4 separate regions of the Sus scrofa genome follow, and all the other regions are linked to region 1. Evidence: chromatin contacts called from public HiChIP or PLAC-seq data. All regions are on one chromosome and are shown on one strand. Each heading gives the region's core, a stretch centred on a gene start, on an enhancer-like site or on the middle of the called end of the contact. The rest is flanking DNA. Distances are from core to core; before and after follow the strand shown.

The links. HiChIP or PLAC-seq counts read pairs in DNA pulled down with a chosen protein or histone mark.
Region 2: an H3K27ac HiChIP or PLAC-seq map of alveolar macrophages shows a contact between it and region 1. The contact joins the promoter of ATP2A2 here to the enhancer-like site in region 1. A contact is called at or near these places in 10 of 47 Hi-C or Micro-C datasets (alveolar macrophages, embryonic fibroblasts, fetal heart ventricle and 5 more) and 2 of 2 datasets of contacts at active chromatin or transcription factors (alveolar macrophages and skeletal muscle).
Region 3: a contact with region 1 is called in an H3K27ac HiChIP or PLAC-seq map of alveolar macrophages. The contact joins two enhancer-like sites. A contact is called at or near these places in 2 of 47 Hi-C or Micro-C datasets (fetal heart ventricle and heart right ventricle) and 2 of 2 datasets of contacts at active chromatin or transcription factors (alveolar macrophages and skeletal muscle).
Region 4: an H3K27ac HiChIP or PLAC-seq map of skeletal muscle shows a contact between it and region 1, with 8 times the contacts expected there. The contact joins two enhancer-like sites. A contact is called at or near these places in 3 of 47 Hi-C or Micro-C datasets (epiblast stem cells, heart right ventricle and psoas muscle) and 2 of 2 datasets of contacts at active chromatin or transcription factors (alveolar macrophages and skeletal muscle).

The regions. Positions count from the first base shown.
Region 1 is chr14:31,507,011-31,509,710 of Sscrofa11.1, reverse strand. All of the region lies in intron 2 of IFT81 (intraflagellar transport protein 81 homolog), which reads right to left. Among named protein-coding and RNA genes, the nearest start is that of P2RX7, 32 kb to the right of the region's middle. Within about 2 kb of position 1,305, at least 33 of the 83 cell types and tissues checked have an H3K27ac peak or open chromatin away from gene starts, as enhancers often do. A contact at or near this core is called in alveolar macrophages, retroperitoneal adipose tissue, skeletal muscle and 1 more, where this site is marked.
Region 2 is chr14:31,673,952-31,676,651 of Sscrofa11.1, reverse strand. ATP2A2 (ATPase sarcoplasmic/endoplasmic reticulum Ca2+ transporting 2) reads right to left here and starts at 1,379. Exons shown (of 20, transcript NM_213865.1): 1 at 1,249-1,379; 2 at 531-548; 3 at 358-440. The coding sequence starts at 1,366.
Region 3 is chr14:31,738,618-31,741,317 of Sscrofa11.1, reverse strand. ATP2A2 (ATPase sarcoplasmic/endoplasmic reticulum Ca2+ transporting 2) reads right to left here. Exons shown (of 20, transcript NM_213865.1): 17 at 1,855-1,940; 18 at 1,459-1,592; 19 at 736-853; 20 at 1-653. The coding sequence ends at 384. Among named protein-coding and RNA genes, the nearest start is that of ANAPC7, 50 kb to the left of the region's middle. Within about 2 kb of position 1,342, at least 6 of the 83 cell types and tissues checked have an H3K27ac peak or open chromatin away from gene starts, as enhancers often do. A contact at or near this core is called in alveolar macrophages, where this site is marked.
Region 4 is chr14:31,645,983-31,648,682 of Sscrofa11.1, reverse strand. No RefSeq gene overlaps it. Among named protein-coding and RNA genes, the nearest start is that of ATP2A2, 28 kb to the left of the region's middle. Within about 2 kb of position 1,427, at least 24 of the 83 cell types and tissues checked have an H3K27ac peak or open chromatin away from gene starts, as enhancers often do. A contact at or near this core is called in skeletal muscle, where this site is marked.

The sequences.
Region 1 (2,700 bases), core at 56-2,555:
ATTTCTTACTGTGAGTCACAGCCAAAAGGTTTAAAAATCACGCTTCTTCCACAACCCTTTTTTTTTTTTTTTTTTTTTGTCTTTTTGCCATTTCTTGGGCCTCTCCCGCGGCATATGGAGGTTCCCAGGCTAGGGGTTGAATCGGAGCTGTAGCTGTCGGCCTAGGCCAGAGCCACAGCAACGCGGGATCAGAGCCACGTCTGCAACCTACACCACAGCTCATGGCAATGCCGGATCGTTAACCCACTGAGCAAGGCCAGGGATGGAACCCGCAACCTCATGGTTCCTAGTCGGATTCGTTAACCACTACGCCATGACGGGAACTCCCCACAGCCCTTTTTAAATATCTTCCATAGCACTCAGTATTCACAGAACTTAATTTACTTTATTGCATATCGCCCCCATTAGAATACAAGCTCTCTGAGGGCAGGGACCTTGTCTGTCTTGTTCACTGCTATATCCCCAGCACCTGTCAGGGCTTGGCACTTAATACGTGCTTAATAAACACTAGTTGTTATTGAGTAGATAGTAACGGTTATCACTTATTGGGTGCTGAGCACTTAAAAGCATTATCTCATTTAATTTGTTCAACACATTTGAGCTTCTGCTATGTGCTGGTGAAACAACACCGAACAAAACAGACAATGATCGCTGCCACACAGAGTTTATGTTACACTATGATACTAGAATAGTATCCAGTAGATTTGGTGATTCTGTTTTGACAGATAAGGAAACTGAGAGTCAGAGGGGTCAGGCAATTTGCCCAAGGTCACGCAGCTAATAATTTCACCCTGACACCTGGCTCTTTTCCACTGTGCCGCAGATGTTGGGTTTTACCCAGAGATGGGCCTAAATGGTTACAGATTTCAATTCCTGCAATTGCATCTCTGAAGGATCAGACTTCTTTCTGGGAATCAGGCACAAGGCAGTGGGAAGAGGCGAGTCCCATGACCTCAGAGTCCCTGTCTCCCTCGCTCCCAACCCCCCCCACCAATTCATGATGACGTCTCACACCTGGGGTGTTGCAGATTTGAGCCACAGGTCTCAGTCACCCCCCACTGCCTTATCGGCATGTGACATCCCCAAGTGGCCGGGGCCTGCAGACCTGGCAAAGAATGCAGCTCGAACAAAAATAAACCTGCCACATTCTTTGGCAGCCCCTTGCCCCTTCCCGCTCCCCAGCCATCCATCCTCACAGCAGAGCCTGCCAGAGAAGGCCAAGTGAGGGAGCGCAGGGTGGAGGAAGTGCTGCTGCAGTCCAACCCTGAGAAAGAGAGCGAGAGGGGAAGAGAGGAAGAGAAAGAGAGAGAGAGATCACCTTATATGGGAGTGTGCGCAGACAATGTGTGGCAATGGCTTAGAGGGCAGCGGAGGGCAGATACCAGACAGATGGAAGAAATTAAACATGGGACAGAGCGTGTTCCTGGGCCCTGAAAACAGCTCTTGTTTCACAGCAAGTTCGCACAAAACCTGGCCCGTTTTCCTTTTTTGCCTAAGCCAAGCAAGATGTGTGTCCTAAACTCTACATGACTTTGAGTCAGGTTCCTGACTCTGGCTTTGGCCGAGGTCTCAATCCTCTCAAGTCATTTCTTTGACGAACAAGATTCCTCTCAGCAAAAAAAAAAAAAAAAAAAAAAAAAAAAAGAAAGACTGGGCCTGTTTCCCAAGAGTTTCCAATATTTCTCCAAGGCACATAAATTAGTGGTTAATGAGTAACTACCCCTTCATTTCTCATTCATTCCTTCATTCAACAAATATTGAAGACCAGTTATGTCCTGTGCACTGAGCCAGGGTCTGGAAAGACAGTGATGATGACGATGGTAACAGTCATAATAATAATAATAAGAGTTACCATTTGTTGATTTGCACTTATTGATAAATATTTCAATTCATAATAAGTTATTTAGTACCTTCTATGGTCTAGTCATTAGTGACACTGAATATTAATTCAGAGTTATCCAGTCCTTGCCAGTGTGGAGTTTACAAGGAGGAAGGGGAGCAGAAATGACAGCTATTGTACAAGTGATCCTATTGGATCTTAACAACAGCTTTTTGAACTGGGGTTTTCCAACCTCAGTGCTATGGACATTTTGGGTTGGATCATTCTTTGTTCTGGGGTGTGTGTGTGTGTGTGTGTGTGTGTGTGTGTGTTGGGAGGGGCTGCTCTGTGTACTGAGGGATATTTAGCAATATTCCTGGCCTCTACCCGCTAGGCATCAATAGCAATAACTCCTCTCCCTTTAGTTCCTCAGTTGTGACAACCAAAAACTGTCTCTAGACATTGCCAAATGTCCCTGGGGGACAAATATCACTTCTGGTTGAGCATCACTTTTTCAATAGATGAGGAAGTAGAGACTCAGGGCAGGTTATAAAAATTCCTTAAGATCATACCACTGGCAAGTAGGGCTCATACCCTGGTCATTCTGATTCCAAAGCCCATGGGCCTAACCATTACAGTGTAAAACCCCATTTCCTAGGCAACAGATGCCTGTAGGTTTGGATGGCTAAGACCTCATTAGCTCATTTCACAAGATGGAAGTCAACTGTGCTAGTACGGATCCTCCGAGAAGCAGATGCCAAGATGGGCATCCACTTGCAAGAGATTTACTTAGGATTTACTTATTTATGCCTTTGGAGGATAAAGAGGAAGGGAGTGGGGGTAGGCAGGAGACTGTTCAGACTGTGCTGCTGGTCTGATAC
Region 2 (2,700 bases), core at 130-2,629, 170 kb before region 1:
TGCCGTCATCATTCTTGTCACTGTCAGAAACAACTGTCACCTTGCCATTACCAGGAAGGGAGAGCAACTGGAATATTCCTTTTGTAAGTTCTATTTACAGACTACAAAGAGCCAGCATCATCTTAGTATGATCTTACACAATGGAAGAACCCAAAACAGAAAAGACCTCCCAATAAAGAACTTCTTGATGTTAAAAAGAAACAAACATACAAAAAAACCCCAAACCCCCCACACAAAACATGAAGACACAACTTAAATTTCCAAACATAATGTTCTCACTCAATAGACATTTGCTTCTTGGTTTTTTTACCTATGGTTTATTGTTGACTTTTTGGAAAGAAAATGTTTTATACTTACAAAAGATATACATGCTGCCAACAATAAAATTCTAACGAGTAAGTCTTCAAACTGCTCAATCACAAGTTCCAGCAAGGTTTTCCCTGTTAGAAACAATCATATTAGTTATAAATGTCATCTTTGACATCAGCACATGAAGGGCAGCGGGAGAGAAACACGTTGAGATTACTTACCTTCTTCAGCCGGTAACTCTGCAGGATGTAGAAATCCACCAGGCAACGTGTCAAGAACGGGAGGGGGGAAAAAAAGCATTTTAGCACTCTGACATTACAAAAAGAATTACTAAAGTATCACTGCCTTTTAAAGACATGACTACATATATGAACTCAATCACTTTTAATAGAAACCGTACCAAAACGGTATCCTAAGAAAATGTACAATATTTGTTGCACTGATCTACTCCAAAATGTGAAATTATATTGCAACCTAACAGCGCTCCTGATACAAGGAGTCATTTCAGCTCTGTCATCACTTCTGCCAGATGTGTAACTCTGGATAGTACAAGAACAGTCAGAGGCATTCCCAACTATAACAACGCCTCATAAATCCGACTGGGGACAAGAAAATGTCTCGCAGGGCTCAACCCAGCTGCAGGAGACTCATCCCTCTCTCCACCGGGGCCAGCTGCTGCGGGTGAGAAACCGCCGAGCTAGCTGCGTGCGGGGAAGGTCAAGGGCTGGAGCCACGAGGCGGCGCAGACCCGACCCCGGTCCCCCGCCTGCAACCCCTCTCTCCCAGGGGGCCGGGGCGCGGGCTCAACCCGCCGTCTGCAGCCCTCGGCGGGCGCGGAGCCGAGACCCACGAGGTGGAGCCCGGTCAGCCATCTTTCCTGGCTCTCGGGCCCGCGCCGAGCGGCGCGGGGACCCTGCAGCCCGTGCACCAAGCACCTACCGTTGGAGCCCCATCTCTCCTTGAGCTTCTTGACCTGCTCCAGGCTCAGCCCCGTGCTCTCGTTGACGCCGAAGTGGCCCAGCACCTCCTCCACCGTCTTTGTGTGCGCGTTCTCCATGGCTGCGGGGGCCCGGCCGGCCTCGCCTCCAGTCCCCGCGGCCTCCTCGCCTCCGCCTCGCACTCGGGCCGCGGGCTCGTGCCACCCTGGGCGCCCAGGCGCGGACTGGCCTGTCCCTCTCCTTCTCCTCCTCCGGCCGCTTCCGCCTCGCCGGGCGCTGAATCACCCCGCGCCCCCTCCCCCAGACAACCGCCCCTCTCGCAGCCCTGCCCTCGCCGGCGCCCGCCCCGGGCTCAGCTGGACCGTAGGGGGGGGCGAGGGGGGGCTTCCGACCCTCCCTCCCCTCGTCAGAAGGGAGGGCCTCCTTCACCCTCAACCGCCCGCCGGGAGCGCAGGCCGCAGCCCCCGAGCCCCCTCCCCGTTCTCCTGAGGTGGTTCTCCGCCCCGCCCGGGCCGGGCCGGAGGAGGGGACGCTCGGCTGACTCCTGAGAGCCGAACCGAGCGAGGGAGGCGAGCCTGCGGGGTGGTGCGCGGCGCGCTCGCCCTGTCCACTCAGCTCCGCACCCCCGACAGCAACGGAGGAAACTGCGGCGGAGGAGAAGGAGGTGGCGTCGGGGACGGCTCCGCGGCGGCTGCTCTAATAGCATTTATCCGCCGCTGCCTCCCCTCTCGCCGCCGCCGCGGCATGTGGACGCCGCTCATTGGCCGAGAGGGCCCAGCGCGGCGCGGGCGGCGCGGCCCCGCCCCCTCCCTCCGGCTCCCTCCCTCCCGCGCGACTGGCGCCCACGCGGCCGTTCAAGCCCCGCCCCCTCCTTCGTACCGCCCTCAGGAACCCGGATCCGGGCCGGCGCGCGCAGCTCCTGTGCAGGGCGCGTTGTGGCCCGCTGGTCCGCGGAGGCCCGAGGCTGGAACGCTTCTTTGGCGGGGCTGTTCTCGATTCTCGCCCCACTCAACCATCGGCAGGCGTAGAACCCGGGAGGGTGGAGGGCTCACGGCGGGCTGCCTGCACTCATTGACCGGAAGAAACTGCCTGCCCATCTGGGTCGGCCTCGGGTTAGGGTGGGTGATTCGAAGGCGAGACGGAGGAAATTGGGAACTCGATCTCCGCAGAGCTCCCCTAAGCGCGCTGAGGTTAGGTGTCCTTGGCTCGCCCCCTTGCCCTCCGCCTCCTGGGCCGCACTCTGCATCCTAATCTGTCTCTCAAGAGCACCTTTCAGGATCCAAGGGAAGGAATTCCGCATTTAACTTCCCACGCGGCCAAAATCCCTCATCTGTTGCTTCAGGAACACCGCACCCCACCCACCCCGACCTCCCCACCTCCACCGAGAGCTTCACCGCGTGCAGATACCAGCCCTTCCCCAGCGAGTTCTGTGCTCTGACTGAGGGAATCCCAC
Region 3 (2,700 bases), core at 93-2,592, 230 kb before region 1:
AGTCTTAGAAAAAACCACACACATTCATTTCCTAAAATCTGCTGCCAATTAATTTGCTGACAATGTCTGCTGGCTCAACTCTTTTTTTTTTTATACAAGGATGAGTATTAAACAGAACACTGTACATGCTTTTTCATCTACAAAAAAATATTTGCATAAAATAGTGTTAGTTCTCTGTACATGTCAATGGACACTTTAATTATGTGTATAAAAAAGGAAAATCTTGCCCCACTGGAGTCAGAAAAAGCAAAACAAAATCTAGAGTATGAAACCTCCTTTACCAGCCAATATGTTCATGTGAAAATTCAGCAGAAATAGACAGTTGCTTTAAACAATAAAAAAATTAATTGATTAAGTTAAACATCTTTATGTAAAACTGTCAGTCAAGACCAGAACATATCACTAAAGTTAGTGTCTGTGCTATAGACCCAGATCACCAGCGGCATTATGAGCAGCACAAAGGGCCAGGAAATCCCATCGGTACATGCCGAGAACGAGCAGGATTTGGTGGCAGGCTGCACACACTCTTTACCAGGTTCCAGGTAGTTGCGGGCCACAAACTTGAGGGTCTCATCCATTAGAATCACAGGCAAGGAGATTTTCAGCACCATCAGCCACTGGGTCAAATTCAGCGGTGTGATCTGGAAGATAAGCTGAAACACAAAGAAGCCTCGTCAAGCCCCTAGACTTGCCGGCCAGGCGGCCACGCCCCAGGCCTGGGTCCCCCCCACTTACTGGCAGGGGTTCCACATAGAGGATTAGGAAGTGGAGTGACATGGACAGGCAGATGGAGCCCACGAGCCAAATGTTCTCCCAAGGTGGCATCCTTAGCAGGGACTGGTTTTCCGACAAACTGCAGAACAAGCAGAGGAAGGTGAAACATGTCCACCAAAGGGCACACGGCATCACTGACAGACCATCTGAAACTACACTTCAATAAGGTGCAGCTCACTTGGCATTGCCCACTGACCTAATTCTACTGACTTGAGTTTCTGAGTGGGAAAGTTGAGGAAGAATGCTCAGATATAGGACAGACTTCCAATTTTAAATCTAGGCTTCATTCAGCACAGCGATCTCATTTCAGTGGGCTCAAAGCTGCTCTCAATTGCCCTTGACACTTAGGCTATTTTGAAACTTCCATTTTTGTCTCTGGCTTAATTAGATGATACTGTTTGTCTCGATGCTAAAGGGCATGTGCTCCTTCCCTGTGGGCACTGGCTCACCGGGTGCTGAACTCCCTATTCTTGGCCCTCGCTATCTCTCACGGGCACGTGGCTAAGCACTCCCACTACTTCCTGGAGGTGATGATGACTTAAGCTCTTAAAACCGGTGCTGCATGTTCTTCCTCTGGGGAGGGCAGAGCTTTCCTGTGATGCTCAATCCACCATGACCCACACACAATCCCTTAGCGCTCCAGCTGTCAGGCTCTTGCCCAGTAGGCTGAGAAGATTCACTGACCTGTTGAGGGCGTTACACATCTCTATGGTGACTAGAACAGACAGCGCCATTGTCATTGGGTAAGGGGATTCAAAGACTGCACAATCCACTCCCTCAAAGTCTGGGTTGTCCTCTTTACACTGTAGGAAATGACTCTGCAACAAAAGCCCAATCACAAGTTCTTTATCAGCCAAGTCCATTTTCAAAGTCCACATACCAATTCCACACCAGACCCACACCAGATCTCACCCAGAGAAGCCCTGCTCTTTCAGAATAACCTTAGATGCAACTGCTTATTATTCAAGTCTTAAGATTATTTGATAAACATCCAAACTACAGAAAGCTCAGGGACAACCCTGTTTGTGAAGGCCTACAGTGCTTTGCATCTCAAGTACAGAAAGAAAGGTGGCCACATACCAGCTGGTAGAAGGTCACTCTTGGACCACCATCGGCAGCAATGAACCACCACGCAGCAGCACCCACAGTAGCAGCACCAACGTAACCTGGAAACAAATCATGACATTGACACACTTGGGGTTTATAGCCTGCAGCATCCCTGCAGGAGCTGCCTTGGGGCCAACCCCCAGGCCAGAGATCAAAAACATGTCTGTTGACAGTAACAGCCTTGCTGCCACTGGCACCTGCTCACTTGCAATCAATCAGCCAAAGCTGCTAGACTGAGGGTTTCCACAATGAGAGGGTGTCTGTAGAACAGAAGGTCTAGGCGGCTTTTCTTCCAGAATTTGTGAGGGAAAGAAAGTACCTACTAAAATTGGTGAGACTGTTACACTAGCCATGCCAATGCATTAAGGCTGTAGGTATGTGAAATCACCCAACAAAGAGAAATACAAAAAGACAAGGCTCAGCATACAGGCGTGTGTAGCATGCCATCACTTGTGAAAATAAATACAGGAGATACATCTATTTGCTGGAGTATCCCAGGAAGGGCACATAAGAAACAACATGGGAGGGGAAATGACTGGCTGAGAGCCTGCCTGCTTTATGCCACAATGTGCTCTTTGAATGTTAAATCATGTGACTGTATTACAACAAAACAGTTCCCACCATGGGTCAGTGGTTAACGAAACTGACTAGCAACCATGAGGTTGTGGGTTCGATCCCTGGCCTTACTCAGTAGGTTAAGGATCCCATGTTGCTGTGACTGTGGTGTAGGCCGGCAGCTGTAGTTCCGATTTGACCCCTAGCCTGGGAACCTCCATATGTCATGGGTGCAGCCCTGAAAAGACAAAAGACCAAAAAAAA
Region 4 (2,700 bases), core at 178-2,677, 140 kb before region 1:
GGAAGCAGAGCCCCCTGGGTCCTCAGACCTTTCTTGATCTTAGGGCGTGGAATGGCTTCCTGCTGTGTCTACAGAAGTGTGGCTTAGCCAGGCTTCAGTTGGGTTGCAGTGTTAAATGTCTTAGGTTTCAAGTTGGTACCAGCTGCACTGAAGGGAAATGGTTGGGGAAATTCTCCCATTTGGCTTCTTTCCACATGGAGGATGGCTAAAGGAAGAGAGAGCTTAGAGCTGCGGTGCTGGTGCTGGTGCCTTAAAAATAATGATATAAACACAGCCACAGAGGTCGGCCTGTGGAGTCCCTGACAGGGACCAGAGAAGAACCACTGTCCTGACTTATCCTTCAACCCACGCTCTGCAAACAGCAGTGACCCAGCCCTCATCTATCACCTCAGAAACTAAACAACTTCCTCAGATGGCCCCATGGAATATAAATTAAGAGGGCCTTAGCTTCCAAGAAACCTGCACACAACTGCAGCCCTCAGAAATACTTGTCCTCGTAGTCTTTCTTCTTCTATGTTCAGAATATGATGCTAGCAAGTCATAATCGCAGAAAAATACAGAAGATCACCTTAAGTATGCATCTCAATTTTTCTGAGCCTGGATCCTCCTCACCTTTAAATGGGGGTCATTTTATGTCTACCTCATGGGTTTGAGGTGTAAATTAAATGAAATAATTCAAGGAGAGCGCTTAGTTCAGTGCCTTCATGAATGTTAGCTTTTATATCATCATCATTGCATTAGCTAAAGGCCATTCCTAGGTACAAAGAAGGAAAAACAAATAACACCAACTCCAGTTGTAATCCTAAACCAGAGGGCTGTGGGCTAGAGCTTCACTGATTTCACCATGCACAAAGCTTCTTTCTCCTGCTCACTCTCACGCCAAATCTGTGCCAGACCTGGATATACTTGGCAAACTCAGTGGCCTCCAACTTGTTTAAATTCTCAGAGAGAATCTCGGTGGATACTTAGACCTGTTGAAGCAGAGACAAATTCAAACATGCTGAGCTGGCAGTGAAATGGAGAATAAGAAAGCTTGACAAAGAAAGTTTGTTCAAATTCTAAGAGTGCCTGAACGACTGTGGTTTACAAAGAGAGCCCCTCCTTCAGGCCGGATGCTTACAGATTCTTTCCTCTCGTGCTTACTTCCGCAAGAGCAGCGGCACATGTGTAACAAATACCTTTGGCTCCCAACTGAACAGGTAAAGACATGACGCTTTTCTGAGTTAAAGCTGTTGAATGTCAAAGCCTTTGCCTCTGCTCAGGTGACCTAACCTTCCCTGCCTAGGAAGTGGATCTGGGGTAATGGGTGACCCAGCAGGCACAGAGATGACAGATTCCTGCATCATGCAGCAACGCCGCCGGGACAACCTGGGGCATCTGGCCTGGCAGGCAAGCTGGGAGAGGCGGCTGTAAGTCCACTGACCTTTGTCCCTGTTTGCTCTTGGAGAGGGCAGGCCCTGCCAAGTTGCTCTCTTCTTTCTCTCAGTGTCTGCCTGGGACTCCTGCTAATCAAAATGTTCTCAGGGACCTGAGAAGGCCTGACCCTGGTGGGTGGCCAGCAGAGACCTCTTCTGGCAGCCAAAGGGCGCGTGGAACCTCAGTCCAGACACGGCAGGCATGGGGCTCCCAGGCGTGTGTGAGCTCCTGCCCCCGACAGAAATCTCTTCCCTTCTGGCTTTTTCCCAGCTAGAGGCTTATCATTAACTAGAAAACTTTCTGCTCTGGCACTCCTCCACTCAAACCAATAAGGGGTCCAAGGAAATATGTTAAAGGACAGTGTCTCCAACCTGAGCTCAGTAGGGCTGCTTTCCTCTTGGCAGACAGGGCTTATCCTCTGGGGAGGGCCCCGCTCCTGTTCCTGCCTTGTTCACTGCCAGTTAAATGCTTATTCTGAGGAAACTGTACTTTTTTTCAGCGAGGTTCTCCAGTCCTCTGCTTGCCCGGCTAAGATGTGACAGATGCACAAGTCTGGTGGGGAGGTATGGGTACTCTGGCTCTTTCATGGTAAATCCTGCTTTTATCCCCTTTCTTAGATTCCCTGAATGATGGTGCTGGGGCTTGAGGCAGGTTGAGCCAGGGAAGCAATTTTTCTTGAGAAAAGTCTGAGACTTGTCTCTTTTAAGTAGGAAGTTAGGCCCTGGTTGTCAATCCCCTTTACCTTATGGAGGGCACTACGCCTGCCAGTTCCCTTCCAGCTGGCAGGGGAGCTCATGGCTGGAGAGAAGCATCCTTCTCTTTCACAAATAAACAAATCCAATCCATGTGCTAGAGGACTTAGGGTATATTAATAGCCAGATATTTTGTTTTCCTATTCTGGTGCTTATCCCCTTCCACGAGTATGAAAGATAAGAGAACACAAAATGTTCTCCACCAGCCACCCCTCTCCCCTCCCCCAGGGAGAGGCAAGCCAGGGGGCATGAGTTACTCTGTTTAAAGCCATTGCTGATGTACAAACTCTGAGAAAATAGACTTAAAAGTTTATATTCCGTCTCTCTTGGCTACTGTTGCTGCTCAGCAAAGAAACTCTATATTGTTTAAACCCTCTAGGCAAACGGGTTGCAAGGCAACCTTCAAACAATAGAAAATACCCCAAACTAAAAATACAGGCATTAAAGGATAGAAAGCATGGTGGTGCCTTGGGCAAGTGATTTCAAAATTGGGGTGAAGGAGAAAGCTGTCAGCTAGGCTGCTTTTATGTCA